2 separate regions of the Gasterosteus aculeatus genome follow, and region 2 is linked to region 1. The links are chromatin contacts, called in public Hi-C maps. All regions are on one chromosome and are shown on one strand. Each heading gives the region's core, a stretch centred on a gene start, on an enhancer-like site or on the middle of the called end of the contact. The rest is flanking DNA. Distances are from core to core; before and after follow the strand shown. Region 1 holds the start of commd10 (COMM domain containing 10). Region 2 holds the start of dmxl1 (Dmx like 1).

Evidence for each region. A called contact is a pair of places that touch in the nucleus more often than the background predicts.
Region 2: a Hi-C map of liver shows a contact between it and region 1, with 2.6 times the contacts expected there. The contact joins the promoter of dmxl1 here to the promoter of commd10 in region 1. A contact is called at or near these places in 5 of 6 Hi-C or Micro-C datasets (liver, skeletal muscle, tail fin and 1 more).

What each region holds. Positions count from the first base shown.
Region 1 is chr13:6,342,115-6,348,616 of fGasAcu3.hap1.1, forward strand. commd10 (COMM domain containing 10) reads left to right here and starts at 3,861. Exons shown (of 7, transcript XM_040196196.2): 1 at 3,861-4,177; 2 at 4,816-4,906; 3 at 5,499-5,609; 4 at 6,182-6,337. The coding sequence starts at 4,149. It overlaps ap3s1 (adaptor related protein complex 3 subunit sigma 1), which reads left to right. Exons shown (of 6, transcript XM_040195158.2): 6 at 2,153-2,996. The coding sequence ends at 2,281.
Region 2 is chr13:6,526,607-6,533,101 of fGasAcu3.hap1.1, forward strand. dmxl1 (Dmx like 1) reads left to right here and starts at 4,064. Exons shown (of 51, transcript XM_040195678.2): 1 at 4,064-4,452; 2 at 5,967-6,210. The coding sequence starts at 6,124.

The DNA of each region.
Region 1 (6,502 bases), core at 2,611-5,110:
ATGAGCTGTTCCACTTCCAGACTGCTGAAGACAGGCATTTGAGTTTTTCCCCATCAGCCTTTCTTAAATATGATCTGCATTTCTGGCTCGAAAGTGGGCAAAGCTTGAGAACTGTTTTTTTGGCTTCAAAGATGTGGTCTACGATAGGTCCCATCACCTCCCCCCCCCCCTGTGGAGATCAACTGTAATTACTTAAATCTGCTTTAACATTCCTCATTCCTCTTTTTCCTGACCCTGTCTAGTTCTTTCCATTCTTCTCTCTCTTTACAGACGTTTATCTTTCAGTCTACCAGGCAGGACAGGTAGACACAGGTACTGCTAAACTTACAACCGAGTTCCGTAACCTTAACTGAAGTTTACCCCCCCCACCCCCTCTCACTGAAAGGCCCTCCCAGTAGAATCAAACTCACTCCACTAACATACAGCAGAAATCTTTCATGGCAGTCCCAAAAATGTTTTGCCACTGGTGATGGGAAGGGCATGACGATGCAGTAGATGTCTGTTACAATAGACGGATGAATATGGTCTTTGTGTAGATTGTGTTGTTGAGCTGCTGTTACTTGAGACGGTTCATCAACCCGATCATGGTTTCTGAAGCTGTAGTTGCTGGCGCTTTATTGTATAGAATGTCAGGTGTACCTGTTATCCAAAATGATAAGTTATTGCTTTAAGGCCTCCCCCTTTAAACCCCAGATTGTTGGCCTGAGAACCACAATAAAAAGCAGCACAATTTTTCCTCCTTTTTTTTCCCGCTTTCCCTGGTTGCTGTCAAAGCCAAAAGATGGGGTGATATTTGAGAATATCATTTTAACTTCCAGAGAATCGAGCCATTGTCTTGTGTTACACAGCTGGTGTGCTATTTCTGTACATATTCGTCACCCAGCACACTTGCACAGAGGGTCTCCAGGCCGCCAGGACAGAATCTTTCTTTTCTTGAGTCCGACTCCTGAATACTGCGCCCGTGAGCCGGATCAGCATTCCTCCCGGTACACGCCGCAGTTGTCCTTCCCCTCTAACACAAGTCTGTCTGATTCCTGGCAGATGGAGGAATGCCCAATAAGACAAGCGGCCCATTGAAATAACCTTGTGATAAGTGGATGAATCCACATTCCCGCATCACTAGATGGTTACGTTTGAATGCGCTCTTAACAGAGCAACGACGGCACACAGTTCCCTCTGATGGCTTAAACCCGTGGGGTCATTTTTGGGTTTGTCTGCTGAAGATTCCGTTGAGGGCGATCTCTAACCGCAGTGACTCTCAACATCTGCACACACTTAGGACAAAAACCTCTAATTGATGTTCCACAAAAAACATCCTGATACTTTCCTTTAAAAAAACAAACAAACAACAAAGCCGTTGCTCCTCACGGTTACGTAATGAGATTCATTGTGTTAGAGTGAAGTGCCCTCCTTTTGTCCCCAAGAATAGATTTCCCATTGTAGTTTAGTAGCACCTGGCTGACGGCCGCCTCATGTCATCAGTAGTTAACACACCAGATGTGTCAATGGCACAATATTCTCCTTCCTCTACTCTCCAATGTGCACACAGAGATGGCTGCAGGCTGTGTTGTCTTTTCCAGAAGTAACTCCATCCACTAGAAGAACAGTAACACTAGTAGTGTTTAGTTAATAGTATGTGGACGACACACACATTCTATACACGCCTATCTATCCAAAAATCATTTCCGTCTTCACATCCAACCAAATCCATTTTTTCTGCTTTACCCAATTCTTGCATTTCTGCCCTAAAATCGGTCCTCCAAAATCCGGTGGGTCCACTTTCCAGAGCAATGCTGCCTTTTGTCCATCGGACCGATGTCCAGTACATTAGTGAATGGTCTAGTACACTGTGTCCTCACAGTTGATTCATAATTGGCTCTGGTTGTGATGTAAGTCATTATAGAACCCACTAATGCATGTGCATATGAAGCTATGAAGGCATCTGAATGTACATTTGCACTTGTCTGTCTTAGTAGCTGTCAGTGCTTTTGCATTCTGTCAGCACTTGTGTTCTTTGGTTCTAGTGCTTTCTTTAGCACAGTATGTGTGTCTGTGTCCATTGTTCATGTGTTTCTATGTAACATGTTTTTTTGTTTTTTTTTTATTCACTAATTTTATCTTATTCTTATCAACCCTGTGTGTGTGTTTGTAGGCCGGTATTGCAGGAGCGCCTGCTCGTGCCGTGTCAGCGGTAAAGAACATGAACCTGCCGGAAATGCCCAGAAACATCAACATTGGCGACATCAGCATCAAAGTGCCAAATTTACCTTCCTTCAAGTAGCGGCAGCGAGGTCGTGAAGCTGCAGTCAGCCGATGTTTACCGCGATGCAATCTGCTTACCAAAACCTCAAACTACTAACTTGTATCAACTACACAGCTTCTGGTCCTGTTTGACACTCCCTGTTTTGGTGTTACTCCTCTTTTCTTTTCTTTTCTTTTTTTCCTGTTGAACAAACAAAAAAGGTTTCATGTTTTTTGTTTGTTCCTTCTCTTGGAAGGAAAAATGAAGTATTTATTTATTTGTGGTACATTCCTTATGCCTCGGTGGAGGTTGACGTTAAGCTGCTACAGAACAGATCTGTGACAGTTTGTAACTAAAATGATTTCACCGACTCAAGTGTTTACTTAAGGAGACCGCGTGGCAGGTGGTTACGTTATGGGAAATTCTTTTTGGTTTGGTAATTCCGGACAAGAGAAATGAATCAATGAAGGTAAGCGCATGAAACTACTTCAAATATCAAATCAAAAAAGGTCTGCCACAGTATTGACATCTTCATGAATTACCGCTTGTTTGTAACCTCAGTGAAAAGAATATTCTATTACAGATATGCTGTGTGTGGAAATATGGATATATATATATATATACTGAAATGATTTTCTCTTTTCTTATTTGTATGCAAAATATTTTAAAATGATTTATCATGTCTTATCAATAATGATCTTAATTTTAATTTGCATGACCTTTTTTTTTCCAACATAATAAACTGTCAACTCAACTTTTTGTGATTGCCTTATTGTGCATTTTTCATTCTCACTTTATTTACTGTACTGCTGCTATTGCGCACAAATTTCCCCTTGGGGATTAATAAAGTTTATATCTATCTATTTTGTTACTCTTGTATTGTAATCTCAACAATATTGCCATAGATGCAGCATATCTACGTGGTCCCCGGTAATGATGCTCCACTGATGACTTTATTAATGGTCAATAGAAAATGCACTCATCCATTATTTATTTATATATATATATATATATTTTATGAGCAGTTAGTCGAATACATTTTGGGTTGTGAAAACTCTTTGCCTGGTCATTCCCGCCCTTGAATTACTGCACATATGTGGATATATACATTAATAAAAAGCCAATGGGTCTTTTGTAATGACCTGACCTATGATTTGTCTTATTAATGACTCCACAGACTCTCAAAGCATTAATAAATCATTTATGAACAACAAAGCATGTTGACATAGGGACTTTATAAAGGGTATCCTTTCCATATTAACCTTTTGTAGTACTTCTAAAATGTAATCTATTAACCTTACCTCTACATTTAAGATGAAAATGTAATTTATACTTTGACACATTTATTTGGCACACTTTTTACACATCTGCTTTCTTGATAGGATGCATTATTACACTAGTAATCTTCCACATTGTCGAACAAGAATTAAATGGTTGTCAGTGACTGATATATAAAAATATAACGCATAAGTTGACTTTAAAAACTCTTCCTATTAGCAATCCTGTGCTGCTGCATTAGAACTATTGTATTTAATTTGTAATGGAGTATTTTTGTTATTTTTAAATACGCCATGTGTTATATAGTACGTATAGTACTAATTGAAGCATGGCAGGGAAACAATGACGCTTCCGTTCGCGCATCTGTCGCCGGCTCTGTTTGTCCATCGCGTATTCCGTAGTTACTGCTGCAGCAGATACTTCATCGTGCGCAGCTTTTACGCAAACTAAAAAAATGTATCGTGTCTCTCCTGCGCTTTGCTGCGCATAATCACGCAGCTTTGAGCGTCACGGGATTCGTCTCGTGACAACAGGAAGAAGGAACAACAGTGAGGACGCCGCCGCCCCCGCCGCTGCTGCAACACATTTAGACTGTTCACGTTTCATTTGCAGAAAGCAACAATCAACAATGACTTCGTTTATAAAAGAAACGGAGAGGTGAGCTTTTAGATTGTATTTAGAGAAAGTAAATCCTTTCTGTAACGTCTGCTTACGTGACGATACCTGTTGCCAAATCCCGTAAAAGGTTCCCGGTATTGATTTGTTGTTTTAATGGACCTTAGCAAAAAGCTTACACTAGTTTTGGAATGGTTTCTGTAGCTGCTGTCCTCATTAGGTCAAATGTTGTAACTTAGTAAGTCAAATCTTTAAGGACTTGCAAACTAAAGTTTTTAGACGTACAACTTGCCTTTTTAAAGGTCCAAACCAGGACTTCAATCATTTCAATTGAAAAATTAAAACAAAACCGTTTGCCACAGACCAAAATGGGATGTTTTTCAGTGTAAGAACTATTCAAACAATAGAATAAGTCCAAAATAATAATTTTCCCACGGAACCCATTGCAATATATAGAAGACACTGCTGCATATGATGCTATAGGTGTTCATTGCTGTGTTGTTTGTAGTTTGTGTGTTTGTTATCGGTGTAAAGTAGTTGCTTTTAAAAGCGGGACGCACCTGTCATGTATGACATCATACTCCAGCAGAGAGCCGTGAAATTTGTTTCTTCACTAAACGACCTGACTCCTTTCTACGCAGCCGCCATTAACACTCACGACACTTCTCTCTCCGAAACAGCATTAAAGAAGCGGTGACTTTCATCAACGCGATTGACGTCAACAAGTTCTCCAGGCTGATCTCCCGCATCATACAAAAGCTTCACCTGAAGGTGCGGAGACCGTGTGCACACGCAGAGACGAGCGAGCGCAGTGCATAATGAGCCGCTGGAGCATCAGTCACACTCGGCTCTAACGAATGCACGCACGTCTCAATCACACTGGTTCTTCACAAGATTTCACTGGCTGTCAAGTTTCCAGTCAGTAATGCTAAAAACAATGTATATGTTGACTTGTGTTTTTTTGAAGTGCAGACACATGACACACTGTTTGTTCAAATGAGAATATTTAAAAGACATCAAAACCTGTTAAAGCCTGAAAAGCACAGGTGCACCTGACTAGTTTAAAATGTTTAATGTGATTGCTCACTGACATGGCTTCCTGTTACATATCATATGTAGAGCCACTGTTAATGTTAATTTTACTGCGGAAAGGGTGCGTAGACGTGCATAACTCCCTGGCGGTTGTCCAAATGTCTGAATAAAATGCATTTGAACTGTTGGACATTACCTGTGTGTCAGAGGCCACAATACAATCTATTCTAAAGATAGTTTAAATATTTGTGCATTTGACTTTCAATCCAATATTTGCTTTGAAAACGATCAGTCTCAAACAATCAATGAGTGAATCACGTCTCGTACACAGGGTGAGCGGACATTCAGTGAGGAGGAGGAAGAGAAACTTCAATCTGCGCTCTCGTTGGATAAACAGGCTCTGAGTCTCGTCCTGGAAACGGCTGCCTTCATATTGGAGCAGGTGAGGAGGGACGGTCGTCTGACATTTGTTACAGACATCTGACATTTTATTTTTCTTCATAGCGTAATTTTACTAGATTTTAGGTATTTTTGAAAAATAAGTTGTATTTGTTAATACTGCATATTTAGTTAGCTCAGTTAAATATAATGAATTTAAGGGTTCGACATTAGGTATCAGCTGTGATATCGGAGGCCAAGTGAGAAAAACAATGTTCTGTATGACCACGTTGCTTGGGTATTGGGAAAGAAAGAACATCATTTTAGCCCACTTATATTATTTTGTTTCAGTGCATTCAACTGACAAACAAAAAGACACTGACGTAAAAGAACATGCAAATTACTATTTTTCTGTTTTGCTAAAATATATATTTTCAGGGCTTTTGTCTCCGTTAGTGTGCGTCGCATTGTGAGTCTCCAGCTGGGGTCGCTGTTGTATCATGAGTAGTTTTAACACGGAGCCATGTTAAGTGTCTGGAGTGGCATTAGTCACATCTGTAAGAGCTAACTGTTGATAAGCCTCGGTGGACGGCGTGTAAAGCTAGTGCCCTGACCCGTGCCCCCTCTCCTCCTCAGGCGGTGTATTATAATGTGAAGCCGACCTCTCTGCAGCAACAGCTGGAGGCGGTTCATCTAAACCCTGAAAAGGCCGAGGTGTTCTCTCTAACCTGGGCCGCGGCCGGACCCGAGCTGGTGGAGAAACTCAAGCACAACACCTTTGCCCCGAAGAAGGTGAGTTTGATAAACAACTGTATTTGTTCAGCCGTCGTTACCATCAGACAGCTCTCACAAGCGCAGACCTCGACCTGAGCAGGTCACCGCCGTGTCAGATCAATCCTCTCCCAGACACTTTTTCATCCCTTTGAACCGAGCACCGTTTGGTGGCAACGTTATAGT
Region 2 (6,495 bases), core at 2,814-5,313, 180 kb after region 1:
CAGTACAATATAACATCTATATTGCATTACCACTTGCCCCAGATTTGAGCTGTAATTTTGACACACATCGGGTGGCGCTCTCAGGCCTCACAAGGCGCGGGTAGTTCTCTCCTCCTTCGCTAAAAGACTCACCAGAGATCCTCCTCTGACAGACTGCGGCTCAGGCTGTCTGGGAGAGCAGCTGTGGATGGATGGTATCGCTGTTGCAATCTCGAGATCGGCTGCAGACTCGACAAAAGCTCTAAGAAAGAGGGACCCCTGAGTTCCCCCGAATCTGCAAGAGAACACGGCACAAGGACCTTGACAGTGATGTGGAGTTATCAAAAGAGCAAAACAGAGACAAATAAAAGGACTTTGAAAAGCTTGCCGGGGAACAGATGGAGAGGAAGGAGGGGGAGATGTGAAAATCAGAAAGACAAAGTCAGACAAAAAAGAAAAAGGGGCTGAGCGCAAGCGAGAAGCTAAAGCTGCTTCCAAGAGTAAAGGTTGAGGAGAGAGAGGAGAAAGTTCTGTTGTCAGCACAGAGCGGACGGCAGGTGATGGAAGCATAATGACAGGGGGAGGGGCCTGCTTGACCTCCGCCGACCTCTTGCTGGGAAGAGTCGTGGCAAAGTGGGCGCAGCGGCAGCCTTAATGTGATGGGATATCCTGCCGGCTGCCTGCTAACCCCTCTTCCTCCGCCTGTGAAGCCTGTGAAGCCCGTTTGCGTCGTTTCCCAGTCACCGCCGAGCCTCAGCCAGCGCACTCGCAGACACCCCGCGCAGTGACGCACGCCCGCGCAGATGGACACACACCGCCGATGTACGCAGGGCCTTTCGCGCACGCATTCACACACTCAACTCCAGATGACTCAACAAGATTCACGGCCAAGGATGCCTCCACTCGGGTCACTGCGATGCGCAGCAATGTAGGACAGTGTTGAAACGATGGGGCCGAGGAGGAAGAGCCGGTGGATTGCAAACACGCAAAGTCTGCCGGAGATTGCAATAACAAAAACATTATCATAGCGCTTTGCAGCGCAGCTGGTCGGGTTTATTCGGAGCAAACAAAGCCCATTGTCCCTCTCCGTGCAGTTTTACAGGTACCGAAATGAAAGCTTATCATCGGATAAGTGTGTGTGAAGGATAATTGTAATTATACCGACATGAGAGCATTGATCGTTTACGTGATTACCAAAGCTGATCATTAAATGGTTAGTTGAATTCATTTGCGTTCAAGCATCATCATTGCTGGCTTGCCTGTGTTCCTGTCTGTCTGTCAAAGTTCAGCAACTTGTGGGTATTTTCCCCCCCAATGTGGAAAAAGTCCCCCCTCCCCTGAACCCCCCCAACCCCAGTGGGAAAACATCAAAGCACGACCACACTGAGACTTCAAGCCCATTCTGGCATTGCCTTCGTACCTCCAGATCCAGTAATTACAGCTCATACAAGACATCAACATTATTACTCGTCAAAACCGCGGCATTATAATACCACAAAACACTTCAAAGAGGCCACTCACATTTCAAGGGGAAAATAAAAACTCATGGATTATGCATCAGGAAGGACAGAATCCAGCCTCCGAAGCAGCTGGGGCTCAGTCTGTGTTTTCTGGAGCGAAACCCCAATTCTTCTAGATCAGGATTTGTGTCGGGGTAATTTGAAAATGCCTTTTACATGACTGTTGAAAGTGAGCGGGCCAGTGGTTTGAGGTTCTTCCTGCCAGCCTGTGTTCTGGCTTTGCCATGTGCTCGTTTCACATGCAGAGATGGGAGTGCTCGGCGGCCGAGTGTGCGTTTGGTCATGAGGGTTAAATTGCAGCGACTTCACAGGTAGGACGGCCTCAGCTCCTCAGCACAATTTGTTTGTGTTTCAACACTGCCCTCTTGTGATGTTACGCAATAGTGTCATGCTTGAGAATATCTGTTTTTTGTTGTTTTCATATTATTGTATTCCTATGATGAGATCGTAATATATAAACAAATTGTCCCACAAAAAATCGAGAAACTCATAAACATGGTGGATCGTTTTACCAATTATACCTTTTTAGAAGATATGTGTTGTATATTAGAGACAAAAGACATTGGAGGTGAAGAGGAAGAGGAAGCGCGTCAGCGATCTTGAAACGGTCGATGTAGGTCTTTAGCGATGCTGACACATTCAAATTGCAATATGTTTGGACTGGTTTTAGCGCTCTGCCCTTATGCAACTGTAATAATAGCTATATGCATGTATGTGTATGCTCACTTTAACATAGTGCTCTATAAAACAAAATGGTTTAAGCCTTGAATTGAGTATCAGCATCTGTTCTCTGGCACAGGGAGCTTTAACATTCACTAAACTCCATTATAGTTATTTCCAATTTCAGACGGGAGAGATTTTTTCTTCTTCTTTCTTTTTAGGCATCTTCACTACAAAGAAACTATTGCTGGCAAAGGCGCTCATACACAAACTCAAAAAACTCAATATCACACTGAAGAGCACTATCCTTTATACACCGTGGACGAGAGTTTGTCTGTGGAAGAATTCGTATTTTCGCTGTGGATTTTTTCAAAGACAAACCCATGTGTGTGTGTGTGTGTGTTTGTACATGTGTGCACAAGCATGCATGCGTGCAAGAATATAATGTCATTTTTTTGCACATACATTTAACCTGCACACGTATATGTGTTTATTAAAACTATAAATCACTATTTATCACACTAATAAAGATGCATATTTAATAAGTCAGTGACCTACTTCCTGAATGGGAAGTCAACAGTTTCCTCATCATCACCATCCAACTCCCAGGACGATGAATGTCGCCAACCTTCCTTAATGTCACTGCCACGTCACCCATTTGAATTATTCATAGTGACTGTCGTTCCCACTTATCTCCTAGCGCGTTAATCGAGTAAGAAGCCTTCCACCCTCCCGTCCTCATTAATTTCCCATTCAACAGTGTTTTACCCGTGGAGATTGGGTCGAATGTGCAGAAATATTTACAAGTAGAAATTAAGAAGTTAGCTGGAGGCTAAATGTCATGTAGCCGGGATAATATCTTACGCTGTGTAAAGTCAGCGTTCAGTCATCGTAACGACAGGCCTCCATTGATCTGAATGAGGGAAAGGGGTAAGAAAGATGTACTTAAAAAACAAGAGCAAAAAATAACATCTGATCATAAGACCGGAATATAGTCCAGTTCTACCATAGTGGTCAAAGTAAACTAGAGACCAGAGTATTGAGCAACAGTGACATCCTGTGGTTGCTAATGGGCTCAATGCAAATCTGATTTAGATTGAATTTACATTGGACTACCAAGCATTGTGGAAATATCATTTTACAACACTAGAAAAGTAACAGGTTGAAAATCTCAGCAAATGGCAGATGAGCAGTTGCCCAAAATGTCTTGCCCCTAAATAAGTAAAGAGAGTGTTGCCGATAGATATTACCTGTCTAGGATGACAAACAAACTTGGTTCGACAAGCTTTAGAACACATTTAAACTGTCACACACTGAATTCACACATGAGAGGGTTATTTTTACTTCACAGTGAAATACTAATACAGGGTGTGTTATTTCACCAGGACATTAATGTTAATGGTAAACAAACACACTTCTCCCCGTTCAAAGGGCTTTGACACTACATGTCATTCATACAATGATGGAAGCTAGCTACCATACACAGTGGCACCTGTAACCCATCGGTGACTATCATTCTCACCATTCACACATCATAGTCAAAGCCATGTTGGGGTTAAGTGTAACAGTACACTGTTACAGTACACTGTTACACCAAGTACAACCATTGTTACACCAAGTACAACCATTGCCTATATAGCAGCATCCCGACCGATCTGCGTTTACATAGTTATCATGTGCTGCTTACTCATCTCGATGCTGCATGGGTTAAATGGTGGTTGCAAATCCATTCAAGTTAGTAAAAGCTACTTTAACCCCTTTAGGGGCACTGTTAAATAGGAAAATATGACTTATATTTCACCATATGATCACATTGCAGTTATGTAATACTCGTCTACAGAAAACAACTGTAAAAAACAAACAAACAGCCACACGTGAGGTGTCCGCTGCGAGCCTGCAGGCCCTGCGCTGATGTCACAGGGCAACTACAAGGACCACAATGCACTGCAGCGAACGGTCATAATCATGACACATCTTCAACATGGGAAAAAGCTTCCCTCTTGGAAGCGTTTTACTTGCTAACCTCGGGCAGACGCTGCCCCCTTCCCGCGGTCAGCGCTCGCAGAAGTATTCATAAAGCCGCTGGTCTCAGCCAGCACAGATTGTCAGGCGTGCACACGTGACCGAATGTTTAGCTAGCTGTCTCGCTCCGCAGCTCGATAGAAGACAGCCTCGCATGCTAGCGCGCGCTAACGCCAGCTAGCCGAGGGGACGTGACGTTTAACGGCGGAGAGGTAACCTACGTGCATCGAAGACACGGGCTTTGAGGGACATTATCAAGTAGATACGCGGGGTAAGTAGCGCGCCACCGCGTTTAACGTCAGGTTGTGTCGCGGTGTTTGTGTTACTGGTGAAGCTGCAGTTTGACGTTAGCCAAACTTGACAGCCAAGTTAGCCACAGCATTCGACGACTTGAACACAGGTAGTTGGCCGCTGGCTAACGTGTCAGGTGTTTGCTTGAAGTCATCGGGACACTCGACCACCTGTGTGTCTCATCCGTACCGGGCCCACGGTGTGACCCAGACGCGGTCTCAGTTGGGCTGTTTGGTGGGGAAACGTTTATCACGTGAGTCGCCACCGCACGGACGACATGACGCGCGTCGCCTCCAAACCACTGAACCGTGTGTTTGTGCACGAAAACATTTTGACACCCGTCGTCCGCTTAAAAGACATTACACGGCGATTTGACGGTTGCAATAATAATAATTATTATATTATTAAGTCATGTGCCTTTCCCCGGAACAGAAATATGTAACGTTCGCTAACGTTAACCGAGTCAGCAATATGGCTTTAGGAGACGTAATGTGTTTGTTTTTTTATTTTATATATGTTTCCTAATACCAGACGTCCCATTGTCACGATACAGCTACTTAAGTCGGGATGTTGACCTATAACCATCAGTATTGAGAAATCCTTTGCATTGCACGAGCATTGTAAAACAAGTGGTAAAGCAAAGGTGAGCTGAAGTGGAATAAAGGTGTAAGTGAGACTGCTGCTTGGCGCTGAATCACTTCTGGCACCTGCTCTGCACTCTTTTTTTATAAAGGCCTTTTAGTGTCTATTGGACAGATGGGGGTCTGTCAAAAGGCCAATCAAAACCTCTCATTGTAATCTAATTTAGCTATGGCAGTCATACGATTGCTTCTCTCATATACACATGACACAATTTTCTACGTGGGCAGTGAACAGAAGCTGCTAGACATTCTTGCCTTTTCAAGGATTATACAACACTGGACGTGTGCTGTCATCAGACTAATCAAGCTTGCTGATTTTTTTTATTATTTTTTTACGCTTCCTGAAAGGCCTCCCTGCTATTTATCTGGCTGTATTCAACCTGGTGGTCACTCCAATTCCTAATAGATACTAATTAGTTTGACAATCAAGAAACTCACTACATTAGAGCGGCAGTGAAAGATGATCAGCTCACACAAGTAGTACGAGTTTTAGGGTAATTCAGTCTTTAACCTTGATCAAGTGACCCATGACGCCAATTTCCACTGTCTGTGTGCCGAATAGGTTTGATGCTTATTTGCAGCTAGTTGGTTTCCCATACTGCCAGCATGTTTTCATACAATGGTCCCATTGTGAGACCCATTTCATGCTGTTTTTGACCGGTGCAGAAAAACTCTTGATGCTCTGTATGAAAACTATAATTCAATGAAAACAATTTGCAGACCATTTATTTCCTTCTCCCACATGCTGAGTGTTGAATCAATATCCATGTTAGTAATATGCTCTAGGCTTGATGTGTACTGAAACAATATATTCTCTGTTTTATGTCTTCCGTCTCGTTGTTTCTCTCTTCAGTACAGCAAGCCTGCAAAGACACTGAAGTGAGTTCCCAGGATAAGGACAAAGATGAACACGTCCTTCCCATGGTTTCCCATGAATCTCACCTGGAGTGGAAGGGTGTTTTGAGAAGGGCGACCGCAGAAGGAACACAAGGAGACCGGAAATAAGAGCCATGAATCTCCATCAGGTCCTCACAGGAGCCGTCAACCCTGGAGACAATTGTTTTTCTGTGGGGAGCGTCAACAATGTGCCATTCACGGTAAGATGTATCAGGCTTTCTGTTAGCAAGGGGACTTATTTCCTAATTCACAATGAGACTAAATAGATTAACATTGTTTTATTTTTTATAGTCAATAATTTGTCATGCAATAGGTGTTTTTTTGTTGTTCTTTGTTAAAAGCAGCATTACAGATGAGTGATCAAATTAACAATTGGCTCATTTGAAAAGATTTTTCTGGATGGAAATGTCAATTCCCCATCCTGCCTGGTGATCATACAAACAATACAATTTTTCTAAGAAGTAGACAACATTTACAGTAGCCAC